3 separate regions of the Sus scrofa genome follow, and regions 1 and 2 are each linked to region 3. A link is a contact called in public HiChIP or PLAC-seq data. All regions are on one chromosome and are shown on one strand. The core of a region is the stretch at or near the end of the contact, and the rest is flanking DNA. Distances in the headings are between cores, read along the strand shown.

Region 1 (4,358 bases), core at 1,301-3,800, 170 kb after region 3:
TTTTTTAAAAAACCTCTGTCTGGTTTATGAAGCTTGGGTGTGGTTCCTTATTTGTCAGTCTGTACCCCCTCCACCCACAATGAAAACCACATGCACTCTAAGTTTGGTGAAGAAATTTTAAAACCAGATTTAAAAACAAGTCTGAAGCAAGAGAGGGTTTTGTACTCCTCCCTTGTAGGAATATTTCTGCAGAGTGTTTTTGTCTCTCTACATATATATATATTTATATTTTAACAAATGAAAGTACTTCACATAAAAATATAACTAGAGAATGTTTAAGCTTAATACAAACAGTGCCTTCCATATAACAGGGCTAATAAACATAAGTTGAGTAAGTTAATGATTTTCAGTTGTCAGCGAAGCTAAGAATAAAATCACATTTACATTGACAGGATATAAAAACTGGGGAACAAAAGTTTTGACCCATTTATGTTGCTAGCATGTTCCCCAACTTTGTAAAAGATCAACAGAAGATTAAGTGTACTCAAAGATGCTCATATGGCAGACCAGTAATTTTCTAGCAGAATGGTTTTCAACCTTCACAGTCTCTAATGTAATAGCAAAGGATGAACTGTCCTTCCCTTTGACCTTTCTTCAAAACCTCCTCCCTGTCCTTTTCCTCCCCTCATAAAAGGATTAGCTTAATTCCAATAACCTTTCATCAAAAATTACAATCACTTTTCCTCTGTAACAATTAGTAGGTTTACTGGGCCCACCAAGTACTTGTTGTAAGACAGGGCTTTTCCTCATGCTTTAGACAACTCAAGCCTTCCTGCCCTGACCACTGAAAGCCCTTGCCCTGTTTCTTTCATTCTCCAACTCCGTAGAATTAATAGCTAATAAGTAGGGGAGAAATTCTTAAAAAGCTTAAAAACTTTAACAAAAAAAACTGTGATCCTCATAAGTCAGGGGTAGGTACTGCAAACAGTAAAAGGAGACCAAATGAAAACTCTTGTTTTATTCAATCCAGGTGATTTACGGTTGACTGTCTCTACAATGGGACTGTTAACTCCACAAGTACCCCTTTTCTCACCAATTCTTTAATTCATTGTGACTAACAACCCAATACTTTCATTTGGACAATTCAACACTGGGGCTAAGACTATTCCTTGAGAGTCACATATCTAATTTCTACTAAACTGTAAGCCACTGAAAGACAAGTACTCTGTCTTATACTACTTTTAGTATCCTTCACCATATATATCATGCACGATGCTATGCACTTAGTAGGTACCTTATAAAAGACTTAGTAGGGAAACGCCCATTTCTTATGCCCATTACTAAGAGCTAAGAACATGTATCTATGAAAGGGGGCGCGGTTAGGACAGGAATGGTTTTCTTAGAGTCAGATAGAGTTGTTCCTCCTGTGCTCTGATGAGGAAGCTGCTATCTAATGTCTGGGTGGAGAGTGGAGCCTGTTATTGTGGTGCTGGTAGTTTTAGGCTTAGGGAAACCACATCCACTGCCTGGCTAAGTCTAATTCAGAGCCAAAGAGAGCTGAAAGGGAGAAGCAGCACAGGGTCTCCTTCACTGCAACCTTTCTCTACACTTTTCCAAAAGAACAAGTTCCTCCGTCTTTTAGTCACCTGGGAGCGCTGGCCTCCCCACTTTCCCTGCTGCACACTTTCTCCAAGTCTTTCTGCACAGACTTTGCTTTAAGTCCTTAGTGATTTGCCTTCTCCACTCTCTTCTTAAAAATCTCCCACTACAGTTTCTTGTGGTTTTCAGATGACCTGAAGCCCGGGACCCTAAGACTAACCGTAGGGAAGGGGGCAGATTCAAAGGTCCCGTGGGGTGGGGGCTTTCGACATCGCTGCCTCACACAACACCTCTCACGTTCTTAGACAACCCCTCCAAAAAGGTGAAAATTGTTAACGACCGACATCCCGGAGGAGACTGAGCGGGTGGCAGTGAGCAGACAAAGCTGGCAACACAGAAAGAAGACAGCCTGGCTCCCCACCCCAAATGCACACGACTAAAGAGAAAGGAGTGGTGGGGAGCCCGGGGCTGGAAAAACGTGCCGAGGACCCACAAGGAGCCTCTGGAAGCCGGGAGGAGGGGGGCTGTCTGTCAGGGGGGGCTGTCTGTCAGGAGGGGCAGAAAGAGCAGGGCTGGAAAGAGGGCGCCAGCAGGCAGGGGAGAGCCCCAAAAAGAGTCGGGGAAAGAGGAGAGATGAAGGGAGAAGCCTGAGCCAGACTGAAGACAACAGCAGCAAGATACTCACCAGAGACCCGGGGGAGGCAGGGCTGAGGGCGCAGACAGCCGCAGACGCCGGCCGAGCCAGCGGACTCGACGTGCGGACAGGCGAAACCCCAGCGGCAGCAGCCAGCCGACCAGAAGAGGGGTGGGGACGCGTAAGGAGCTCTGAGGTAGGGGGCCGAGGGGCGGTTGTCGGTGAGGACAACAGGAAGCGCCCCAACTGCCGGAAAAGACGACAAGCGGAGGGGCCGAGGCAGCCGGGTCCCCAGCCGCGGAGACAGGCTGGCGCGGCGGCCAGGGGCCCAGACTGCGCAAGCGTGACTTCCCAGCGACGCGGCGCGGGCTTTCCGGTCTGCGCGTGCGCGGCCCCGCCCCTCTCCGACTCAATTCAGCAGGAGAGACTGGGTTGCGCTCAGAAGAGTGAGGTGTGGGGCCTTATCCTGGTGGGCGGGGCTCGGCTCGGGAAAGGGTCTTTTTTTTTTTTTTTGAACTTTTTACTTTGAAATAATTTTTCTCACAAGAAGTTGCAAAATCAGTACAAAGAGGTCCTTTTTACCCATCACCCACTCAGCTGCCCTCAACATCTTACATAACTAAAATCTATGATCAAAACCAGGAAATTGACATTGGCGGGATACAATTAACTACACCAAAGCAATTAACTAGATTACAAACCTGCCTCGTATTTAACCAGTTTGGCAGGCACTCTGTGTGTGTGAGTGTGCGCTCGTGCGCGCGCTCGTCTGTAGTTCTATGAAATTCTATCACTCTAGTAGTTGTGATCCCCCGCTTCTCCTGGATGTTTCGACCGTCCTAAATAGGTCCTCTGGAGGGCTTGGCCCCACCTCCTCTTAAAGTAAGGATTAATGCGACTTGACTTGGCTGGGGTCATTGGATAACAGGAGGTCATCCCAGTGTGCCCAGAAGAACCTGCTTTTCAAGGCTACCCAGCAGCTTAGTCTGTACCACCCCTTGGGTTAAAGAGGTCCCAAGCCTTTGGACAGTCATTCCTTCCTTGAGAGTGGAGCGCAGTGCTCTTGACCAGTAAGTGTCAGGCTTCTGGAAACAAGATGAGTAAGACATGGTCCCTGCCAGCCTTCAAAGAAGTCATCTAGGCAACGAAAGAAACATGTGTGAAAGTCATTCTTCAGGGTGCTTTATGATATTATGTTGCCCCCACGCTCTTGTGTAGCTGTGTAAGACCGTGGGTGTTGGTTTTATCCTTCAAGCTTGGGGTCCCAGGCTTTGTTTCCTTAATGGTCTTAAAAACATAGGCCTTCCTTGACTGCTTTCATCTTTCTAGACTTCAAAGCCCGGTTTCCTTTTGTCTAGCACACAAAAACCACTTCATCTTTTGTTCTCTCAGCTCAGAGGCCCTTCTCCCCCAGTGCCTTTGTCAAATTCTTCCCCAGCCTTAACGATTTAGTAACAGTGCCAGATGTTTGCATTAGCATTTTCAGTTTACAAACCACAGGCAAGCACTTAATCTCAGGTGATCCTCAAAACTCTTTTTTTCCTTCTTCCATTTTTATTGAGGTATGATTGACACACAGCATGCTATAAGTTTAAGGTGGGCAGCATAATGATTTGAATTACATACATCTTGAAATGATTATCACAGTAAGTTTAGTGAACATCCATCACCTCATGTAAATACTTTTTTTTTTTTTTTTTTTTTTTTTGCTTTTTAGGGCTGCACCTGCAGCATATGTAAATTCCCAGGCTAGGGGTCCAATCACAGCTCTGGCTGCCGGCCTACGCCTCAGCCACAGCAACACCCAGATCCTTAACCTACTGAGCGAGGTCAGGGATCAAACCACATCCTCATGAATGCAAGTCAGGTTCCTAACCTGCCAAGCTACAACAGGAACTCCCAAAAATATTTTTTCCTTGTGATGAGAAATTATTTACTCACTTAACCACTTTCATATATAACATATGGCAGTGTTAATTATATTTATCATGGTGTACATTATATCTCTAGTACTTGTAATTGGAAATTTGTATTTTTTGACCACCTTCACCTAGCTTCCCCTTCCCCACTCTGGTAACCACAGATCTGAATTCTTTTTCTGAGTCTGTTTGGCTGGTTTTGAAGTATACGACACTGTGTTAGTTTCTATTATACAAAATAGTGATTCAGTATTTCTATACATTTC
Region 2 (4,435 bases), core at 1,694-4,193, 220 kb after region 3:
TAATGCCCTAAGAGAAAGGGTCTTGGGTGAGGTGGCAAGTAATCTTGAGGGTGCTTTGAAACCCTTTAGCTCCTAAAAGCAGTGGAAAACAACTGAGACAGATGGTAAGGTGCATAAGGGGTGGGGGGTGGTTACTAAAGGTTCAGCTCACAGATAAAGGCTATAAAGAATCTGAGGTGAAGAAGAGTGGTACAGACAGAGTACCTTAGTCATAGAGTAGATACTAGTGAGCAGGAGCCAACTGAGTTGCATGGGTTTGGAGGTGAAACAGGATTCCAGTCTGGTGATTTTTTAAAGTTTTTATTTATCCCACTGTAGTTGATTTATTTTCAGTGTTATGTCAGTTTCCACCATTACAGCAAAGTGACCCAGTCATAGACGTAACATACATATATGTTCTTATATTCTCCATCATGTTCCATCACAGGTGACTAGATAATAGTTCCCTGTGCTATTCAACAGGATCTCACTGTTTATCCACTCCAGATGCAATAGTTTGAATCTATTAACTCCAAACTCCCAGTCCATCTCACTCCCTCCCTCTCCCCCTCAGCAACGACAAAGTCTTCTCCAAGTTCATGAATTTTCTGTGGAAAGGTTCATTTGTTTGTAGGGAGTGTTTTATATTACATACTCAATATAATTTCTAGTGATTTCTTGATTCAGTTTTGGCAGGCTCTAAATTTCTAGAAAGTTGTCCATTTCTTCTAGATTGTCAAATTTGTTGGCATGTAATTGTTAATGGTATCTTCTGGTTTTTCGTATTTCAGGGTGAGCCTGAGGTCTTACTCCTTCGCCGTCTTGATCCTTCTCCCAGTCTGATGATTTTTGATTTTCCTTCAGCCCTACTGCTGAGTAAGCAGTGTGGGCTTTGGTACTGGTAGGAAGGCCAAGAAGCTGGAAATGTTACTGTCCTCACATTGAAATGGCTGGCTTATGTGTCCCAGCTGTTTGGGGTTTAATGGGGACAAGAAATTGAACCGGCAGTCCTGTTTGGTCTTCAGTTGGCAATGTATGCCAAGCAGTCCATTTGAAATGAAATTGGTTTCCAGAAGGGAGGTTGGGAGTAGAAGTTGCCTACTTTTTTATTTTTTTTAGATAGGGTTTCACTCTTGGAAGTTCCCAGGCTAAGGGTTCTAATTAATTCGGAGCTGCAGTTGTCGGCCTATGCCACAGCCACATGGGATCTGAGCCAAGTCACTGAGCAAGGCCAGAGATCAAACCCACATCCTCATGGGTCATGGGTCACAGTGGAAACTCCAAAGTTGCCTACTTTAAATAAGGTGTAGGTGAACTCTGATAATTTGGAGAGGGCTAAGAACTGAATATTTGAAAACAGATTGAAAATCTTAGATTAAAAAATCTTAAATAGATTTAAAATCTTTTAAAGTAAGCTTCTTTTAGGATGCTGGAAGCTTGGGTGGAAGACTTGGAGTAGTCAGGTAAGGAAGGTTTTAAATTTTTTTTTTTCTTTTTTTTAATTCATCTGCCCTACCACACCTACTCTGGCCAGCTATGTCTTCTAGGAAGATAAATTTTGTTTTTCAGTACCAGTCTGCCAAACATTGTCCAGGGCCTTTTTCTTCTGTAATGCTTATCACTCACTTAAGGTGAGTATCTCTATTAAAAGAGGGCAGAAAAAAGTTCCTAATATCACTCCTTATGCTGCTAAACAAGTACACAATTTCCGACTTAGGATGATTCAACTCGTGGGGTTTTTTTTGTTTGTTTTGACCTAATAATGGTGTGAAAGCAACTCTGGAAACCAATTTTTTTTTTCTTTTTTAGGGTCACACCTGCAGCATGTGGAAGTTCCAGGTTGGGGATTGAATTGGAGCTGCCAGCCTACACACCACAGCCACAGCAATGCAGTATCCCACCCACATCTGCAACCTATGCTGCACTTTGTGGCAGTGTGGACCCTTAACCCACTGAGTGAGGTCAGAGATCAAACCTGCATCCTCATGGATAGTAGTTAGCTCCTTAACCCACTCGGCCACAATGGGAACTCCAGAAACTTTCAATTTTGATCTTTTCCTTGGCTAGTGGCGGGCAGCACAAAACTCTTGGTGCTTGGGCAGGGGCAACAAGCTAAGGCATGGCTCCCAGGCAGCCATGCAATCACAAGAGTAAACTAGTATACTTCTTCTGGACCTAACTATTCTGCTTTTCACTCTGTATTCAGTAAATTACATGAGATATTCAACATTTTGTTGGATAGTTTTGCCCAGCTGTAGGTTAATCTAAGTGTTCTGAGCATATTTAAGGTAAGCTAGGCTAAGCTTAATGTTGGGTAGGTTAGGTGTAGTATAGTGTTTTTAACTTAAGATATTTTCAATTTATGACTGGTATATCAAGGTGTAAGCTGAGGAAGATCTGAGAACATACTTGTCTCCAAAGCCTTTGTTTTCTGTTCTGCATTTTTATAACCCAATCATAAGGTACCATTTCATTGTCACTTAATGACAGGATTTAGTTGTCTCTAGTTCTAAAACATGCTCATGGTAAAAAGTGTAAATTGTATGTATACTGGGAAATAATTATTTCTTCCTTTCTTGAGGTAACGTGTTGAATTTTTGTTTTCTAGAAAGTTAGGCATACTGTAATGAGCAGGTATTTATACAGCTAGAAATAAATGGAAGTCATGTGTCCTTTAGCTTTTCTCTTATTACATATCTGAAGCATGCACTTCTGAGATGTTATGTTCTACTGAAATCCACGTCATCATCTGGGCAGGGTACCACTTGTTAAGTAGTCAAGATATTTCTTGGCAAAGGCCTACCTGGCTTTATCCTGATGCTTAGTGATGCTTAATTTAATGTGACTTAAAATGTCATTGTCAAGGAGGACAAAGCTGTGCTAATGTGAACGGGTTGATAACAAGTGTCCTTGTTCACTGTTAACCTTGAGTCATGGGCAGCCTTCAAACCCGTGACTCGTTGCTATGGCTATTCCAGTTTCCTGGTCTTGACATCACCCCAGTTTTAACCCTTTGGGGAACGTGATAGCAGCACTACTGAGTATTACATTTTACATAAGGACTGGTACACACCGAACTTTTAACATTTATGTTTGATGGGGTTTTTTTAGTTAACTTTTTCAACTATTTTCAACTATTTTCCCAACTATTTTTCCTTTTTCCCCAAATGGACTCTGTTATGGTGAACACCTAAGAATTCTATGGTCAGACAGAGATTCATGAAAGCACCTACCTCCTCTGGTTTCAAAACCAGTGGCTGTAGTTAGGAGTCTGCAGCATTTCTTAGTTGCTGGAGGGGGGGAAAATGGTCTAAATTAAATGGGAATATTTGAGTGGTCACTTAAATTTAAGCTGTTGAACTGCCTTCAGCAGCTGCAGTCTGTTAACTTGGATGAATGCTCCATTCCTTTCCTCAAAAGATTTGGAATAATTCTAAGGTGAGTGGGAGAGTTTATAAGTGCATCATCTAGACTGGTTTCTGTGTCACCTAGCAGCCGGATGTGATTGTTTTCATCAGAAAATGCTTCCTTACTCCTTAAGTTCACGGTGCTTGTGTTGGGGATATCCCTTGAGCAAGGTATGGGACAGAAAAGGTAGACACCAGGCTGGGAACTAAAACTGAATTACCATGTTCTGAGCACACATGTGGTGCTTTTTCTCATCAGCTCTGATGTTGGGGTTATCTCATTTACTGAAGAAGCTCAGACAGGGAAAGTGATCTCAACCCTCATAACCCCTTGGGCCCCCTTTTTGTAAAGAAAATTTTGTAATGATCTCTGACTATTCTGAAATGAAATCTTTTTTTTTCCCCTTTTTAATGGCCACGCCTGTGGCACACAGTTCCTAGGCCAGGGATTGAATCTGAGTTGCAGCTGTGACAAGTGGGATCCTTTAACCCACCACACGGGGCTGGGTACCGAACCTGCACTTCTACCGTGACCTGAGTCATTGCAGTTGGATTTTTAACCCACTGCTCTAGAGCGGGAACTCCATTTTTTATGTTAATTATTTTTAAAAAAATCAAGATGAAGAGCTCCCTGGTGGCCTAGCATTAAGGATCTGTCTGGCATTGTTTACCTGTAGTTGGTTCAGTCCTGTGGACATGGGCAATTCTTTGTGTGCCAGGCATCGTATCTTCATCCCCTTCCCCTAAAGTCAGTTATGTTCCCCGGCAGTGTGACCATCACTGAAAAAAAACAAAACAAAAAAATCCTGGTTGCTCAGTGGGTTAGAGATCCAGCGTTGTCACTGCTGTGGCTCTGGTCACAGCTGTGATGCGAGTTCAGTCCCTGGCCCGGAAACTTAAAGAGGCGCAGCTGAAACAACCAAAAAAATCAATAAAAAAGAAAAGTCAATTTCCCAGGCACCCACTAGGTGGCAGTAGTGCCCCATTAAGAATACTGCTTTGCGAACACTGGGCCAAATTCTTTGCCTGAGGTCACTACCTGTTTAACA
Region 3 (4,604 bases), core at 2,048-4,547:
ATTGGGTTAAGGATCTGGTGTTGTTGCGAGGTGGTGTAGATCACAGACATGGCTCAGATCCCATGTTGCTGTGGCAGTGGCATAGACCGGCAGCTACAGCTCCAACTTGACCCCTAATCTGGGAATCTCCATATGCCGCAGTGTGGCCCTAAAAAAACAAAAGACAAAAAAAAATTTTTTTCTTCACGTCTAAAGACTGAAAGGGAATGGAAAAAAGAGATTCATTATTTACAATTGTCAGGATATGGGTGCAGCCCAAGTGCCCATCAACATATGAATGGATAAAGAAGATCACACACACACACACACACACACACACACACACACACACACACACACACACGCTGGAATATTATTCAGCCATAAAAAAGAATGAAATCCTGTCATTTCAACAACATGGATGCACCTTGAAGACATTATGCTAAGTGAAAATAAGTCAGAGCAAAAACAAATACTGTATGATCTCACATGTTGAATCAAAAAACAAAACAAATGAGCAATGATAACTAAACAAACAGAGTCATATATACAGAGGACGAACAGGTGGTTGCCAGAGAGTAGGGGGATGGGGAGGGAGGGAAGTAGGTGAGGAAGATTAGGAGGTGCAAACTTTCAGTTACAAAATAAATGAGTCATGGGTATGAAATGTACAGTATGGAGAATACAGCCTGCTGTGGCCTCCTTTGCCTGGCAAAGCAGTAAATCTATTTTTTTCTCCTTCGTCCCAAACTCTGTCTCCGTATTTCTATTTAGCACCGGTGGACAGAGGCCAAGTTTCGGCAACAGCCTTCCTGTCTGCGTTATTCATACCCATTAGGATTGCAATGGGTTGCATGTAACAAAACAACATCACAGAAACAACAACATTGACTATCTCAGGCATGACTTTCATGGTGGGAACCACAGGCCAAATAGAAGGAGGACAGGCAGACTGCAGGAGCAGTTGATGTAGGTGAAGATGGCTTGCTTCTACCTTCATGTGTTTTTCACAGCTCTGGCAGGTCAAATTAAAACTGGCCCCTTCAGAGTTCCCGTCATGGCTCAGCAGAAACAAATCTGACTAGTATCCGCGAGAATGCAGGTTCGATCGCTGGCCTCAATCAGTGGATTAAGGATCCAGCATGGCCATGAGCTGTGGTGTACGTCGCAGATGCAGCTTGGGTCTGGCGTTGCTGTGACTGTGGGGTAGGCCAGCGGTTTAGGCTACACCAATTCAGCCCCTAGCCTGAGAGCCTCCATATGCTGTGGGTGTGGCCCTTAAAAAAAAAAAAAAAAAAAAAAAAAAAAAAAAAGACCTTGCCCCTTCACTCGACTGTTTTCCTTCATGACTCTTATCATCACCCAGGTCTTACCTGTCCTGGTTACCTCTGTACTCCCCAGTTTCTAGAACAGTGCCTAGTATATCATGGGTGCTTAGTAAATATTTGTTAAGTAGGAGTTCCCATCATGGCTTAGTGGGTTAAGAACCCAACTCGTATTCATGAGGATGCAGGTTCCATCCCTGGCCTTGCTCAGTGGGTTAAGGATCCAGTGTTAATGCAAGATGCGGTGTATGTCACAGATGCTGCTTGGATCTGCTGTTGCTGTGGCTGTGGTGTAGGCTGGCAGCTGCAGCTCCGATTCGACCCCTTGCCCGGGAACTTCCATATACCACAGATGCAGCTGTAAAAAGAAAAAAAAAATTGTTAAGGAGTTCCCGTCATGGCTCAGCGGGTTATGAACCCGACTAGTATCTGTGAGGATCTGGATTCAATCCCTGGCCTTGCTCAGTGAGTTAAGGATCTGATGTTGCCGTGAGCTATGGTGTAGATTGCAGACAAGGCTCATATCTGGCATTGCTGTGGCCGTGGTGTAGACCAGGAGCTTCAGCTCTGATTCGACCATGGCCTGGGAACTTCCATATGCTTCAGGTGTGACCCTAAAAAGACCAAAAAAAAAAAAAAATTTAAATAGATGAATAAAGTATTTATTTGAAGTTTCTCAGTAATTTAATGTGGTCAGCAGGGGAGAGGATGCTCTTACTCATTTTATGGACATGGACACAGAAGGCCCAGGAGGCTGACTTCACTGAGGCCACTAGGGAACTGAGGGAGCCATAGTCCTTTTGATTCTTAATCAGGGGCTGCAGGTGTGGGGAGAGGGTAGCAAGGGTTTTGACTCACCCTGGGCTATGTCCCAGGAAGGTCTCATCTGGGCCTCTGTTCAGAAAGTTAATTAACTACTCAAAGATAAGGTGATAAGAAAAGGAGATGAGTTAGTCCCAAGAAAGAGACTGGGAAGACAGAAATTTCATAAACCATTGTCCTGTGGGTTGGAAGAGGAAGGGTAACATTAGTGAACAGGTAGCTTTTTGGTGCCCTCAATTCCATCCCCACTCCTGCTACTGACTCTGTCCCAAGAGGCAGCAAGCTCCCCATCACTAGATGTTTTCAGTCTACTTACAGACCACGCCTGAGCTGGAGAGTAGTACTTACGTCTTAGCAGGAGAGGGCAGGCGTGCTCTGTCAGAACGGATACTGGCAGCAGAGAGTGCTCCCAACACCAACTCACGGAGCTTTGCGCCACCTGGTGGACATGATTTTAAACTTCAGGCTCTCCCAAGGAGAGATGCCTTGAGTGTCCCCAAGCTAGAGAAGCCAGAAGGTAGTTTCTGAGTGTTTTGTGAGGACTGCAGGGTTTGTGAGAGCTTGGGTGGGGGGAGGTTCCTGCACTGGGCCAGGCACCAGCAGGCATCAGAGAGGTTACTATTACAGGGAAGGCTTATTAATGGGACTCAGGGGTTGTGAGGCATGTCCCTGGAGTTGGAGGAGACACACCCTTCTCAAACTTTATTCCAGACTCCTGGGATGACAAACTGGGAAGCTACCTGGAGGAATATAGGAGGAGACTCATTTGTTCATTCTGCTGATTTGGGAGTGGCCCTGAATTGTCTTAGCCCAGAATTAAAGTTTCCCAGTCGAGTTCAGTTCTGCTGAAGCCTCCATGAAACTACAACACCCTTCCCCCCCAAAAAAACCCTCTGTTATTGCTCCATGGGTATCAGATTCTGAAAGATTTTGTCTACCGAAGTGCATATTTCATTATATTTGTTGTACTGTTTGTTATTTGCTTATCTTACTGCATTATTTACTATCCTCAAAGGCGTTGGCATCTATTGGTAGAAGCCGCGAAAAGCTTCATGTGTTAAGCTTACCACACAGAATCCACTTTGAGCAAAAGCAAAAACACCTGAGAGCTCAGTGGGCCAGCACAGCGCCATCTGGTGTGGGTGCTGGATTCTGCTCATCCCTCCTCCAGCCCTGAAATGGGCCCCAGCTCCTGCTCTGGGTGGTGAACTGCAGGGCACAGCTGCCCCTGGGGGAACATGCCCCATTCTGGGCTGGCTGCTCCTCTTACTTTCCCCTTCTAGTTTCTCTTCCTTTCCGAGAAAAGAGCAGGCAGTTTCAATCAAAGGTCCATCCCAAACCAGACTCTGGTGTCAGAGGCCAGCTAGGCTCCCATGACAGGGAAACCCCAGCACAGGGCCTGGGACTGAGCTCCTCCATTGAAAGCTCCCTCCAGACAGGCTTCCAACAGTGTTTTTTATCCCCACAGCATCAATTGCCACGTGAAGTTGGTGCAGGGGCTGCTGGGAGTTTCCCCTATGTCTCTCATGGGTCAGAGGCAGGAGGGCCCCCCCAAAGGCTTTCTCCTCATCCTTGCGACCCCTTTGCCCTTCCTCAGGGAGGGGCCTCTGCAGTCAGCCCTGCCTCCATTTCCCCTGCACCCTGCCTTTCTCCCGGACCCCTCTTGATCAGAAGTCCCCCCACCCTGCTTCACCTCAGACCTCACCCCTCCAAAAGGGAAGGAGAAAACAGAACAGAAGCTTGAGTGAGCCTCCTTAGTGACACTCCCGCAGCCCCTCCCCTCCCAAGCAAAATTCACCAGAGCTACCTGGTCCCCACAGCCACCTCTCATTCATCTCTCCCTGGAGACAAAGTCTGCTCATCAGCCACTTCTGCTTCCCACACTGATATGTGACCTTCCCAAGGGCAGCAGGGCCCCACTCTCCTTTGGTTTTTATTTAATTATTTAAAAATTGGTTGTTGTTTTTTTCTTTTTAGGGCTGCACCTGCAGCATGTGGAAGTTCCCAGGCTAGGGGTCAAATCGGAGCTGCAGCTACCGGCCTACATCACAGCCACAACAACACCAGATCCTTAACCCACTGAGTGAGGCCAGGGATCAAACCTATATCCTCATAAAGACTGTGCTGGGTGCTTAACCTGCTGAGCCACAACGGGAATTCCTCTTTTTTTTTTTTTTTTTACCTTTTCTAGGGCCACTCCCACAGCATATGGAGGTTCCCAGGCTAGAGGTCTAATTGGAGCTATAGCCACCGGCTTACATCAGAGCCACAGCAATGCCAGATCCAAGCCACGTCTGCTACCTACACCACAGCTCACGGCAACGCCAGGTCGTTAACCCACTGAGCAAGGCCAGAGATTGAACCTGCAACCTCATGGTTCCTAGTCGGATTCATTAACCACTGAGCCATGACGGAAACTCCAGGAATTCCTCTTTTGTATGCTACCCCCAGCTCCCCATATGAACAGTTAACTTACTA

Evidence for each region. HiChIP or PLAC-seq counts read pairs in DNA pulled down with a chosen protein or histone mark.
Region 1: a contact with region 3 is called in an H3K27ac HiChIP or PLAC-seq map of alveolar macrophages. The contact joins the promoter of STK38 here to the enhancer-like site in region 3. A contact is called at or near these places in 2 of 5 promoter capture datasets (fetal skeletal muscle and liver), 5 of 47 Hi-C or Micro-C datasets (alveolar macrophages, blood, mesenteric adipose tissue and 2 more) and 1 of 2 datasets of contacts at active chromatin or transcription factors (alveolar macrophages).
Region 2: an H3K27ac HiChIP or PLAC-seq map of alveolar macrophages shows a contact between it and region 3. The contact joins two enhancer-like sites. A contact is called at or near these places in 2 of 47 Hi-C or Micro-C datasets (embryonic fibroblasts and fetal skeletal muscle) and 2 of 2 datasets of contacts at active chromatin or transcription factors (alveolar macrophages and skeletal muscle).

What each region holds. Positions count from the first base shown.
Region 1 is chr7:32,251,123-32,255,480 of Sscrofa11.1, forward strand. It overlaps STK38 (serine/threonine-protein kinase 38), which reads right to left and starts at 2,551. Exons shown (of 14, transcript XM_001929552.7): 1 at 2,225-2,551.
Region 2 is chr7:32,300,063-32,304,497 of Sscrofa11.1, forward strand. LOC102161912 (a long non-coding RNA gene) reads right to left here. Exons shown (of 4, transcript XR_304410.3): 4 at 1-4,166. Among named protein-coding and RNA genes, the nearest start is that of SRSF3, 13 kb to the left of the region's middle. Within about 2 kb of position 2,944, at least 10 of the 83 cell types and tissues checked have an H3K27ac peak or open chromatin away from gene starts, as enhancers often do. A contact at or near this core is called in alveolar macrophages, where this site is marked.
Region 3 is chr7:32,081,439-32,086,042 of Sscrofa11.1, forward strand. All of the region lies in intron 2 of LOC106504394, which reads left to right. Among named protein-coding and RNA genes, the nearest start is that of ETV7, 26 kb to the right of the region's middle. Within about 2 kb of position 3,298, at least 4 of the 83 cell types and tissues checked have an H3K27ac peak or open chromatin away from gene starts, as enhancers often do. A contact at or near this core is called in alveolar macrophages, where this site is marked.